2 separate regions of the Macaca mulatta genome follow, and region 2 is linked to region 1. The links are chromatin contacts, called in public Hi-C maps. All regions are on one chromosome and are shown on one strand. Each heading gives the region's core, a stretch centred on a gene start, on an enhancer-like site or on the middle of the called end of the contact. The rest is flanking DNA. Distances are from core to core; before and after follow the strand shown. Region 1 holds the start of ZFPL1 (zinc finger protein like 1). Region 2 holds the start of PPP2R5B (protein phosphatase 2 regulatory subunit B'beta).

The links. A called contact is a pair of places that touch in the nucleus more often than the background predicts.
Region 2: a Hi-C map of CD4 T cells shows a contact between it and region 1, with 2.3 times the contacts expected there. The contact joins the promoter of PPP2R5B here to the promoter of ZFPL1 in region 1. A contact is called at or near these places in 4 of 14 Hi-C or Micro-C datasets (CD4 T cells, fetal cortex germinal zone, fetal cortical plate and 1 more).

Annotation. Positions count from the first base shown.
Region 1 is chr14:9,300,705-9,306,604 of T2T-MMU8v2.0, forward strand. ZFPL1 (zinc finger protein like 1) reads right to left here and starts at 2,733. Exons shown (of 8, transcript XM_077962416.1): 1 at 2,577-2,733; 2 at 2,156-2,278; 3 at 1,646-1,845; 4 at 360-553; 5 at 179-251; 6 at 1-43. The coding sequence starts at 1,736. It overlaps CDCA5 (cell division cycle associated 5), which reads left to right and starts at 2,802. Exons shown (of 10, transcript XM_077962403.1): 1 at 2,802-3,020; 2 at 3,229-3,323; 3 at 3,402-3,467; 4 at 3,553-3,588. The coding sequence starts at 2,975.
Region 2 is chr14:9,463,607-9,470,064 of T2T-MMU8v2.0, forward strand. PPP2R5B (protein phosphatase 2 regulatory subunit B'beta) reads right to left here and starts at 3,804. Exons shown (of 13, transcript XM_077962399.1): 1 at 3,463-3,804; 2 at 2,560-3,021; 3 at 1,585-1,781; 4 at 603-704; 5 at 349-441; 6 at 88-218. The coding sequence starts at 2,758.

The DNA.
Region 1 (5,900 bases), core at 1,483-3,982:
GCAGAGGCGCTGTCTACCTCCTCTGGTCCAGGGGTACTGCTGGCTGTGGGCGGAAAGAGAGCCATCAGCAGAAGTAGTGGGTAGAGCTCAGGGGTAGAGCATGTGACTGTAGACCAATGGAGCTGTCAGCAGAGCAGGGAGGCTAAAGCCCAGACAGTCGGTGGAAGCCACCACTTACCATTAAAGCTAGACCAGTCAGAGAAGTCAGACGTGTTGAGGGGCTCGGGCTCTGGGCTCACCACCTCATCGATCTGGAGGAGGGAATCTGGGTCACCAGGCTGCCTAGTACTGTCCCCACCCATCTGGCTCAGGTGGGGCCCAGGGCAGATGGATGGTCAGACAGACAGAGGGACTCTCACCAGAGGGAGGCCCAGTCCTGCCCGGGCCCAGTTGACCGTGGCCAGCTTCTCTCTCAGTGCGGAGGCCACAGGGCCAGCCAGGTTGGTTGGGGGGAAGATGGGGCCATTGCAGCTGGGGCACTGGTAGCCGGCAGGTGCCGTGTTTCGGGGTAGCTGGGCAGCACGTTCATTGAGGCAGGCCCAGTGAAAGAGATCTTAGGGCCCATGAGACAGGGGAGAAGAGACATGAGGAAGAAGACACTTAGGGCTCCTAGCCTAGCAATAGCCCCCAAACCATTGCAGGACATATGGACACACGTGTGTGCCAGAGCCTTCTCCTCCCCGTCCTGTTCCCTAAAACATCAGTCTTCTTGGCTATCACCATCTAAGTCCAGGCAGTGCTACCAAGCTGTCCAGCTCACAGGGGTAAGTTTGGGTGGGAAGAAACGCCACCTCTCCTTTCAGTGAGTCCTCTCTGGGCCTGCACTCATCATACTCTTTGGGCTAATGGCTAATAATGAACAGTTTCAGAAAAGGTTCCTTGATATACACACAGGCACACATATGCATGTACACATCCCTGGGCACACATGTACATATGCTTTATAAGCACATAATCAAACACAAGTAGCATTCACTATATCTACACTATGGGCACAGGAGCCCTCACACATACACATCTATACACTCACAGGTTTGCTAACACTCAGGCACATTCAACCATGCATTCTCTTGTACTCCCACAACACACCTGTGTTCATATGTTTACGTACATACATTACCCATTCATTCACCCCCAAGTACTAATCAACACACTAACACTCATTTAAACACACAGTGTACATTAAGTGCCTGCAAGTACACACACGCACTCATAAGGAAAAACACATATGGAGCTGCCTCTTGCATGAGCTCCTTCAAAAACTGGAGCTAAGGCTCTTACTCCAGATTCAGGTCAAAGTCATGACACATATGTCTGCTGACTTCTTTTAGCTAACTTTAATGTGGGAAACTCACTTCCTCTCTGTTTAGACTTGGAATCAGTGGTGGATCCTGAATATCTGAAAGCGACATGCCGGTCTGGCTAGCTGATAGTCACGGCCACCAGCATACACATAAGCTTGACTGGCTCTCGCTCAAACCTCCAGATTGGCAGGTCTGAATTTTTAGGAAAGAGGAACTAGGAGCTTTAATTTTTAGGAAAGACAGTGAGGCCTAGAAAGGAAGAATAACTTGCCTGAACTTACAGAGCAGGTAAGGAACTTTAATATGACTAGAATCTGGGTTCTGAGACTTGGGGGACTCACTGTCCTGCTGCTTGAGGAGGGCCTGGAAACCAGTCACCAAGCTGGTCCCTGAGGCTGGCCTGATCCCCCCGAGGTGCCAAGGCCTCACCATAGCAGACAAGGCGGGTCGTCTCTCGGCTGGCCAGGGGTATGTTGCACAGGCGGCAATTGGGGTTGTAGTCGCTATCTTGGAGCCATTGCAGGTAGGACTGGACGATGCACTGGAGTGGGAGAGAGATGTCACAACTGGTGCTGGGGCTGCTCGGCCTATCACCCCAAGGTCTGACAGTCTCTTTTTCTCTAGTCACAGAGGAGACTCATCCTTTTGTTTGTTCAATCAATATTTATTGAGCACATACTGTGCGCCAGACTCTCTCTTGGGGGCGGGGGATATATCAGTGAACAAAATAAACCAAGTCCTTGCCCTTGTGGGGCTTACATTCTAGCGCGGGGACCCTCATTGATTTGGAGGAAGCCAATACCGCCTTGCCCACCCAGTGCCCTGCTCAGTCGCTCCCCTGAAGGCCCCACCTTGGCGTGATTGGCTACCAGGCAGTGCTCGCAGACGTTGACCCGGTGTTCGAAGCAGAACAGGTTGGTCACCTTTCTCTTGGGGCACTTACAAAGCCCCATGATCGATCCTGGGAAAGGGACCTGAGTTGGTAGGAAGCCAGGTTCTGGTGGCCACCACTACGCTCTCACCAGCCCAGTTTCCACTCTTAACTCCCCCAGACACTCTCTTATTCGCCCCGACCCAAGATTTCTGCCCACTGTTCCTCCTTATGCGGGGAAACACTCCCTGCATAAATCCCACCTCCGGCGACCCCTCAATCCTTCTGGATCCCGCCCCCGGCCAGGCCCCTCCATCAGCGACTCCCCGATACCACCGGCCCCGCCCCCAAGGCCTCCCCTGAGCCCCACCCCCTCCAAGCCCCGCCCCTTCTCTACAGACCCCAGTCTCTGTGTTTACTGATCGGCCGCTGCACCAGTTCCGAAGGGCGGCAGCGATGCTTCGAGGCGAGGAAGGGCAGGGACCACGCTCTCCAAGGATCTTGCTCCGCTCCCTTCAGCCCCGGCCGCCCCGATTATCCCTCCGCTGCCACGTCTCTTCCGGGTGCGGCGCGCCCTGATGACGCCATCGCACCCCTGGGCCACGCCTCCGCTGACGCTAGACGTGAAGACCGGTGGAAAAGAGAGGGGGCCCGGGCGCCGCGGACCTCTGTCCCTACGTCACTTCCGCTTCCTTCTCCGCAGGGCGGGTAATTCGAAAGTTTTTTGCAGCGAGTGGCCTTCCCCGTTGGCGCGCGCCCGGGGCGGCGGCGCTGGAGGAGCTCGAGACCGAGCTTAGTTATGTCTGGGAGGCGAACGCGGTCCGGAGGAGCCGCTCAGCGCTCCGGTGAGCGGAGGGCGCGCGGGAGACGTGAGGTCGAGCCGTTTGGGGGACGCAGTCCTGTGAAAGATTGCCCTTCCCTCCCGCTGCTGCCTCCAGAGGAGGCGCCCTTAGAAGGGCTTGTTTGGGAATTTTCTCGCTGTCTCTAGAACCTGTTCTCTGGACTCTAAGGTCTAGAGTCCTCCTCTACCACTTAACTTTTTTCTCTTTCCAGGGCCAAGGGCCCCATCTCCTACTAAGCCTCTGCGGAGGTCCCAGCGGAAATCAGGCTCTGAACTCCCGAGCATCCTCCCTGAAATCTGGCCGAAGGTGAGCCCCAGGTTTCTCACTTCCTCCCCTTGTGGCCCCTCACCTAATGTTGAGCTCACGTTCATCCCTCTTCTCCAGACACCCAGTGCGGCTGCAATCAGAAAGCCCATCGTTTTAAAGAGGATCGTGGCCCATGCTGTAGAGGTAAAGGCTAAGGAGGGTGTTGTGGGTGAGTAGGCGGGCGAAACTGGGGGCCAGCTATGAGATCAATTGGTATTGTACCCCGCAGGTCCCAGCTGTCCAGTCACCTCGCAGGAGCCCTAGGGTGAGTTCACTTTCATCTACTTAATTAAGTAGAATCTGGGTCACTCTAGAGGTGGACAGCACACATTGGCTGCTCACATCTGCCCAGGGAGCTGTTTTGCAGTACTACAAAAACAGTTTGCCTTTGGGCACCTGCATGCATTGCCAGTCTTGAGTACTCCCTGAAGACTTAATACACTTAACTTTTTATGCCTTGTGTATTTCTACCATTTTCCTGGAACTTCATGTAAAAACTGAGCGATGTCTTAACTCCACATACTGCCTTTCTAATCCATTTTGCCTTTAGCTTTCATTTATGGGTGTTCTAAGATAAGTCATGTGTATGACATTTTTACAGTTTTAGCACAAGCTATTGTCAAAGGATGTTTCATTAATAGACAATCTGAAGACATAATGAATGAGAAATGTGAACTCCTTTGAACAGCTGATAGGGCTTAGAGTCAACTAGGGAGAAAGACAAATGACCAGTGATGGCAGCGTTGTGTACTGGGACTGCAATAAGGAATACTAGATGCTATGATGGTGGCTAACCCAGACCATGTGGCTCAGGGAATGTTTCATGGAAGAAGAAACATTTAAACTGAGTCTTTAAAGACAAGTAGAGGGTGGGTGCAGTGGCTCACACCTGTAATCCTAACACTTTGGGAGGCCGAGGCAGGCAGATCACTTGGGTCAAGAGTTTAAGACTAGCCTGGCCAACATGATGAAACCCTGTCTCTACTAAAAATACAAAAATTAGCCAGGCATGGTGGCACATGCCTGTAGTCCCAGCTACTTAAGAGGCTGAGGCAGGAGAATCGCTTGAACCCAGGAGGCGGAAGTTGCAGTGGGCCAAGATCGTACCCCTGCACTCCAGCCTGGGCGACAAAACAAGACTCCATCTCAAAAAAAAAAGGGGGGGTTCCAGGCCAAAGAAGAAGCCATGTTTGCAGAGATTGGGAATTTAAAGAAAAATCACAAGGTTTGGGGAATAGCAATTTGTTTAGTGTCTGCAGCAGACCTCAGCAGGGGAGGGGGCACCCTAAGGCAGAGCAGAGCCCGATGAGGCACAAAAGCCACACTCATGACTTGGGCTTCATTCTTGGGTCTGTGGGCAGCCTTTGGAGAGTTCTGGGTAAGGTAGTGACTGAGTCAAGTTTGTTTTTTTTTTTTTTTTTTTTTTTTTTTTTTGAGACGGAGTCTTGCTCTGTCACCCAGGCTGGAGTGCAGTGGCCAGATCTCAGCTCACTGCAAGCTCCGCCTCCCGGGTTTAGGCCATTCTCCTGCCTCAGCCTCCGGAGTAGCTGGGACTACAGGCGCCCGCCACCGCGCCCGGCTAGTTTTTTGTATTTTTAGTAGAGACGGGGTTTCACCGTGTTAGCCAGGATGGTCTCGATCTCCTGACCTCGTGATCCGCCCGCCTCGGCCTCCCAAAGTGCTGGGATTACAGGCTTGAGCCACCGCGCCCGGCCCTGAGTCAAGTTTGAATGTTTTAAGAAAGACCCTTCTGGGAGCTGTGGGGAGAATGGTTTGGAGAAGCGCTACCTTGGGGCTCCAAGACCAGTGGAATGACGTGAAGTCCAGGAATTCTGAAGCATGAAGCCAAGGGCGTGAGCTAAAGCCAGGATGACACACAGTACTGGGTTCAGACGGAATCCCTCCCCAGAGGCCTTCCCTGATCACCCTTATCCTATTGCTGGCACATTTCTCTATGTAATTCTCTTAGGCCTTACCAGTTCTAAAGACAAGGTCTTGCTCTGTCACCCAGGCTGGAGCACAGTGGTGAGATTTTGACTCACTGCAGATCCTCCTTCCTCAGCCTCTCAAGTAGCTGGGACTACAGTCGCACACCACCATGCCTGGCTAATTTTTTTATGCTTTCTCTAATTTTTTTTGTAGAGATGAGGGTTCACTATGTTGCCCAGGCTGGTCTTGAACTCCTGGACTTAAGTGATCCTCCCACCTTGGCCTCCTAAAGTGTTGGGATTATAGGCATGAGCCACTGTGCCTGATCCTTACCAGTTCTTATAGTGTATTTTCTTGCATGTTTGATGTCTTTCTCTCCTCTCTAAGAACATAGGCACCTTGAGGGTAGGGACTTCTGCCTTTCCTAGTAGCCACTCATTCTTGTTGACTGACTGAGATTCATGGTACATCAAACAGGATAAAGTTGCCAGGACCTGGGTGACTGCTTGGCTACAGAGGATGAGGAAGTGGTAGTCAGTGGTGACCACCAATTTATTCAGCTTCCCTGTTTTTTGTTTTTTTGAGACGGAGTCTCATTCTGTCGCCCAGGCTGGAGTGTAGTGGCGCAATCTTGGCTCACTGCAAGCT
Region 2 (6,458 bases), core at 2,554-5,053, 160 kb after region 1:
GAGCCACCACACACGGCCTTTGCCGCAGTCTTCTAACAGCCCTCTTGCCCTCTCCAGGTCTCTGCTGGGCAGGCAGCAGCCACTCACCGGAGGAAGATGTGGTTGCACTGTTTGCGGATGTAGGCCCGGAGACCCAGGAACTTGCCGTAGACCCGGTGCAGGATGGTCTTGAGGTACTCACGCTCCCGGGGGTCCTCACTGTCAAATAGCTCCAGGAGCTGTAGGAACCAGAGTCAGGGTCAGGGTCAGGGGAAAGGTCCACCCCGGGTTGCTTCCATCCTATCCCTGGCCCCTCAGAGAGCCTGCCCCTGCCTTGTGGTACCACCCAGCCTGGGCTCCCCACTTCACCATCAGGACAAACTTTTGATCCACATATCTCTTGGCCACGGAGGGCTGGAAGTCTGGGCTCTCCAAGAAACGCAGGAAAAACTCATATACCAGCTGGGGGAGGGGGACAGACAAAAAGGTGAGTTCAGTAACAGCCTCACCCACTCATTCCACCCTATGGCCCTCATCCAACCGTCTAGGGGTTAAAGAGGCCCTTTCCCCATGCCTTGGATCTCTCCGAAACTTGGATCTCTGTCTTCCCCAACCCTTCGGACCTGCAGGTGTGGCCACGAAGGCTCAAGGTTGGGCTCATCCTCTTCAGGGTCAAATTCAGGGTTCTCACTGGGCGGCAGAGTCCGGAAGATATTCACTGAGATCTGAGTGGCAGAGGTGGGGTTCATTAAGGAAAAGCCCTTGAAGCCGGAAGCCAGGGAGTCCCTCATTCAAAATTCTTTCTTCCTTTCTTTTTTTTTTTTCTTTCCCAAGACAAGGTCTCGCTCTGTTGCCCAAGCTGGAGCACAGTGGTGCAATCTTGACTCACTGCAACCTCAACCTCCCAGGCTCAAGCCATCCTCCCACCTCAGCCCTCTGAGTAGCTGGACTACAGTAGCACACCACCATGCCCGGCAAATTTTTTAATGTTTGTAGTGATGTAGTCTCACTGTCAGGCTGGTCTCGAACCCCTTGCCTCAAGTGATCCTCTTGCCTCAGCCCAAAGTGCTGGGATTACAGATGTGAGCTGCTGCTCCCGGCCCTCATTCAAAGTTCTAACAGGTTGATTTCAGCACCTGCCCCAGCAAGCAGTTCATTCCTTGGGCAATCATCACCTGAACGCCTAGTTCGTGCAAGACCTGGGCCAGGGGCTGGGAACCCAAGGGTGAATGGGACACATCCCTGCCTTCTAGGCAGGTGCAATCCAGTGAGGAGAACAAGGTTGGAAGCTGTGAGGTCTATGGGCAGGAAAAGAGAGATTTCCAGCTTGGGCATTGAGAGCAGCTTCTCGGCAGAGGCAGCACCTGAGCCTCTGGGGTAGAGCACTCCAGGCCTCAGGCAAGTATAAGCAAAGGTGTGAAGGTGGGGCAGGCCCGGAGGCATTCAGTGGGTGTCGGGCAGCAGCGGGTCACGGGGAAGGAGGACGTGGACTAAGGCCAAGCCGATGAGTGCAGGGTTATTCTCCACGCAGGGGTCCTGTGGACAGGTCACGGGGCTCACGCACCCTCTTGGCTGACCCTTGGAGCCTGGGTGGCAGGTGCTTACCATGCGGATGATGTCTGGGTAGACGGGCTCGATGAGGACACCCCGGGTACTCCCCACACACTCCACCAGCTCGTTGAGGGCCGCCCGCTTCACCTCCTTCCCCTTGAGGTCAGCCACACAGTCCAAGAAGTCAAACATCACCCCACACTGGGCAAGCTTCCGGCTCAGCAGCTCGTGCAGCTCAGAAGCTGGCACATCTGGGGAGGGGAGGGCATCCTGAGCCTGAACCCCAGCTCCCCCCGCTGCCCCAGCTCTGGGTGGGACAGACCCTCCTAATCTCCAGGGCAGTCTCTGCTGCCCCCAGCCCCCATGCTCTTGTGCCATCTCCTGCTCCTTGCAGACGGCAGACAACTACTGTCCCTTCCTCCGTTCCTGGGGGTTGAGGGTTGCTTTTCTTCCTCCTAATCCAGGCTCAGAGAGTACGGTGGCCCGATTTTTAAAACGAGATCACAAATCCTGGATGCAGAGGCTTTCCACAGGTGCCCCAAACAGCTGCTGCCTCCCTCTCAGGTGGCACCCTGTTCTAAGGGCCAGAAATGGGGAGGGGTTCAGGGCCAAGGATCTCTATGGTGTCCTCAGGCTTGGCCAGTCTGGCCCCTGTGGCCCAGGGCTGGGGAAGGGAGCTACGTGGTGATCCCAGGGAACCCTGCCAAGAGCCTGCTCCCGGGATCCGGCAGCTGGCTGGGCTGATAGTGGCCCCTGGAACCCAGGCTATGGGCCCCACCCTTGGCCCTGGTCTGCCCCTAGGGTGGCGCCACCTTCGGATGTCCCACCTCCAAGGATGACAGGCCAGTCAGGCCATGCGTCAGCAGAGAGGGCTGGAGGGCTGGGGTCAGTTCTGACGGCATAGAACCTAGCCTGGAGGGGTATCCAAACTCTCTCTCTTGGCAGTTGCCTGCTGCCTCCCACCCCACCCCACGGCCCTGCTGGTCCCCTCGGGGGCTCGGTTCCCCTGGTGGCCAGCAGCCAGCTCACCTTTGAGCAGGGGCAGTGGCGTGAGCTCCTGCTGGTTGCTCTGATAGCGGAACTGAGAGGAGCTGTGGGAGCGCCGGGGCCGGGCTCTGCGGAGCGAACGGCGGGAGAAGCCGTCCACCTTGTCGGGTGGGGGCACAGGCGACAGCCCGGGGGAGGAGGGGCTGGTGGGGGTGCTTGCAGGGGGCAGCTTCGTCTCCATGGCGGTCAGGCGGCAGGTCAAGCTTTCAGAGCCCCGGGGGTTCTCTCTGGGCCTGGGAGGTGCTGGGTGAGACTGGACAGACTAACTTGGTCCCATCCTGTCCGGTCGTGGGGGGGGGGCACAACCACAGTCCTGGGCCCCCCCCCAGGGCCTCCGGCAACTGCCCAGTCCTGGGGGGCAGGCAGGGTAGAAAGGAGGATGGCTCAGGCCTCAGATCCTTCCTAGGGGTCCTGAAGAGTCCAGTTAGGGTTCCCACCCTGGCTCTTTTGAAAACGAAGTCAGGCAGAAAGGTCAGCAAGAAAGAGACAGAGAAAGCCCGTCAGTTCCTCAGGAGAGCCGGCAGGCTGTGTGGAGCGCCAGGTCTTTTCCCTCCTATCCTTGCCCAGACCCTAAAATAGGGGTGCAGCCCCCTCCCATCCTGGACATGTTCCTCCCTTCTCTCAGACAGAAAGGCTCCAAAACAACCCCTCCCAGAATAGGGCCTATCCCCCAAGCCAGCCCCGACTCAGAATGGAGCCCCGATCGTCATCCCTGCCCTTTTCAGAATGGAACGCATCGCTGCTCCACTAACCCCGGCCTCTTGGGACAACCCCAAGACTGGAGGTGCTGTCCCGATGCCACCCCGCTCCTAGAACCCGGCACCCTCCCCCACCTCAGCTCCTCCTTCCTGGCCCCCCAAACCTCATGGGGTGGGGGACACTCACTTCTCGGAAACCCAGACTTCGGTCGCCAACCCGCGGGGGCTGCCCGTGGGGAGGGCGACAGCCGTTCAGGGCCCCTTCGTAGCGGTTCCGCTCGGGGCGCTGGGGCTGGGCGGCGGCGCTCCTGGGTTCTCTCCCGGGCTCCGGGGGGGCTGGAGCATGCCCCCAACTCAGCCCCGGGCCGGGACCGGGCGCTCGGCGGGCTCTGCACCGGCCTTCGCAGCGCGCGGATCTCCGCTGAAGTCCTGGGACTCCGACCCAGCGCGGTGCAGCGCAGCGGGAGCCCCGGCTCGGCTCCGTGCGCACCGGCACCCGCCGCCCAGCTGCTCAGGATGACATCAAGTCACCTCCCCCCGCCCGGCCCGCACCTCCCCGCGGGCTGAAAGTGGGGGCTGCGTCAGGAAGGCCCGGGGCCGCTGGGAGATGTAGTCCCCGTGCCGTTTAAAGTGAGCTGCCAGACCAAAGGGGACACCCTTGAGGGCAGACTCTGGGGTGAAGGCCGAAGCTTTTGAAGCCAGAGAGCAGAGTGGGATGGGCTCTAGCTGGGGGCGGGAAGCGTGGATTCTGGAAGGGAGGCAGAATAGCGAAAGAGGAGGGCTTAGGAGTTTGCACCAGAAAAGTGGGGTGATGCCAGGACACTGACAGGAAGGAGTCGCAGCCAGCTATGCCAGGCCCACAGATTTGGCCTGGGCCTTCTATGCCCTAGGCCATCCCCCTAGGAACCTCACCCTCACCCCAGAACCAAGAGACACTTCAGAAACCCCTTGGAAACCAGCACTGGACTAGTTAAAAGTCTTCTATGAGTCAGTGCTTGCTGGGAGGGGTGTGGTGCACTCAAGGCTGCTGGGAAATGCAGTCCATCCTCAGGCCTGCAGTCCCCCTCCCGTCCCTTGCTGTCTATAGTGACATCATGGTCTCCAGTTTAAAGGGCCAGTCCTGGAGTGGCAAAGCCCGAGAGGAGGTTTTCTCCTGGAGCTGCCACCTCATCCCAGGCAGCCTGGCCTTCCCGGATGGACCTTTCAGCCCCGCTGGGCCCTAAGATGTGCTGGGTGGGACAGTGTCTCTTGCTCAAAATCCCACTGCTGGTGTGCAAGGCAGGAGTTCGGCATGCTGACCAAAAGTTCCCAGCCTGCAGTCCTGGGCCCCCTCCTAGGATCCTGGACCCCAACACTCTTTATAGCCCTGAACTCCATCCCACTACACTGCTGTGAAATCTCCACCCTGAAATGTTGCCTGGATAAGCAGCTGGTCCACGGTGAGCAGCAGGAAAGGGTGATGAGACCAGGTAATGAGGTCCAGGAAGGGGCTAGGGGCCTTTTCAGAGTCTGCCCCATCCTGCTTTGGGTCTTGGTGACCACTCAGTGCTCCAGTGGAACCGCCCAGCCATCCTCCCGGAATGGCTTGCAGAGGAAGCCTGGGTGTGCGAGAGGTGCCCATCTACCAAAGCAACAGAAGACAGAGGCCTGCACTGAGGGCCGCAGTTCACCAGGCTGGGGTCCAGGACCCCAGCACTGGAGACCCAGCAAGTGCTCTGCTTGCTCAGGAACCTCCGGCAGCCTTGCCCATCCGGCCCTTGGTGTCCCTGTCTGTCCGGTGGGAATCCATGATCTCCCTCCTTGCCCACCTCCCAGGCTCTTCTGCATCCCTGAACAAGCTGAGGGAGGGCAGGCCCACAGAGCCTCTGCAGCCAGGCAAGGACCCTGAGGCCAAGAGAGGAGAAGCGCCTTGCCCAGAGTCACACAGCGTGTCATCAAAAGTTGGGGCCAGAGGGCAGGCCTCCACCTCCCAGATGGCTGCAGCCCACCTCCACAAGCCCCCTGGGTACCAGTGCCCTGGTCTCAAGGCTAGACTGACCACACAGGACTGGTGTTTTATATAAAGGAAGTGCTAAGGCCAGGTGTGATAGCTCACACTTGTAATCTTGATACTTTGGGAGGCTGAGGTGGGAAGATCACATGAGCCCAGGAGTTAGAGGCTGCAGTAAGCCATGATTGTGCTGTCGCACTCCAGCCTGGGTGACAGAGACCGTGTCTCAAAAATAAAACAAAAACAAAAGTGCTCCATTTGAGAACTGGGGCACTGAAGAGTAGAGGAGAGGCATAAGACTTTTGGAAGAAAAAAACTTTTTTTTTTTGAGATGGAGTCTCGCTCTGTCGCCCGGGCTGGAGTGCAGTGGCGCGATCTCCACTCACTGCAAGCTCCGCCTCCCAGGTTCACACACCATTCTCCTGCCTCAGCCTCCCAAATAGCTGGAACTTCAGGTAACTGCCACCAAGTCCAGCTAATTTTGTTGTGTGTTTTTAGTAGAGATGGGGTTTCATGGTGTTAGCCAGGATGGTCTCAATCTCCTGACCTCGTGATCCGCCCGCCTCGGCCTCCCAAAGTGCTGGGATTACAGGCGTGAGCCACCGTACCTGGTTGAAAAAAAAGACTTTTGAAGTGGTGGCATTTGAACTGGGTCTCGAAATAGGCACAGTGTCACTTGGGGGTATGCAAGGTTGAATATTCTTTTTTTTGTTTTTGAGAGAGAGTCTCACTCTGTCACCCAGGCTTGAGTGCAGTGGCACCATCTCGGCTCACTGCTGCAACCTCTGCCTCCCGGGCCCAAGCAGTCCTCCTGCCTCAGCCTCCCAAGTAGCTGGAAACACAGACATGCGCCATCATGCCGGGCTAATTTTTGTTTTTTTGGTAGAGACAGGGTTTCGCCATGTTGCCCAGGCTGGTCTCAAACTCCTGAGCTCAAGTGATCCATTTGCCTCAGCCTCCTAAATGCTCCTAATTACAGGTGTGAGCCACTGCACCTGGCTTTTTTTTTTTTTTTTTTTTTTTTTTTTGCAGTGGCGTGATCCTGGCTCACTGCAACCTCTGCCTCCCGGATTCAAGCAATCCTCCCACCTCAGCCTCAGTCCGGAGTAACTGGGACCACAGGTGCATACTACCACTCCTGGCTAATTTTTTGTATTTTTTGTAGAGATAGGGTTTTGTCATGTTGCCCAGAC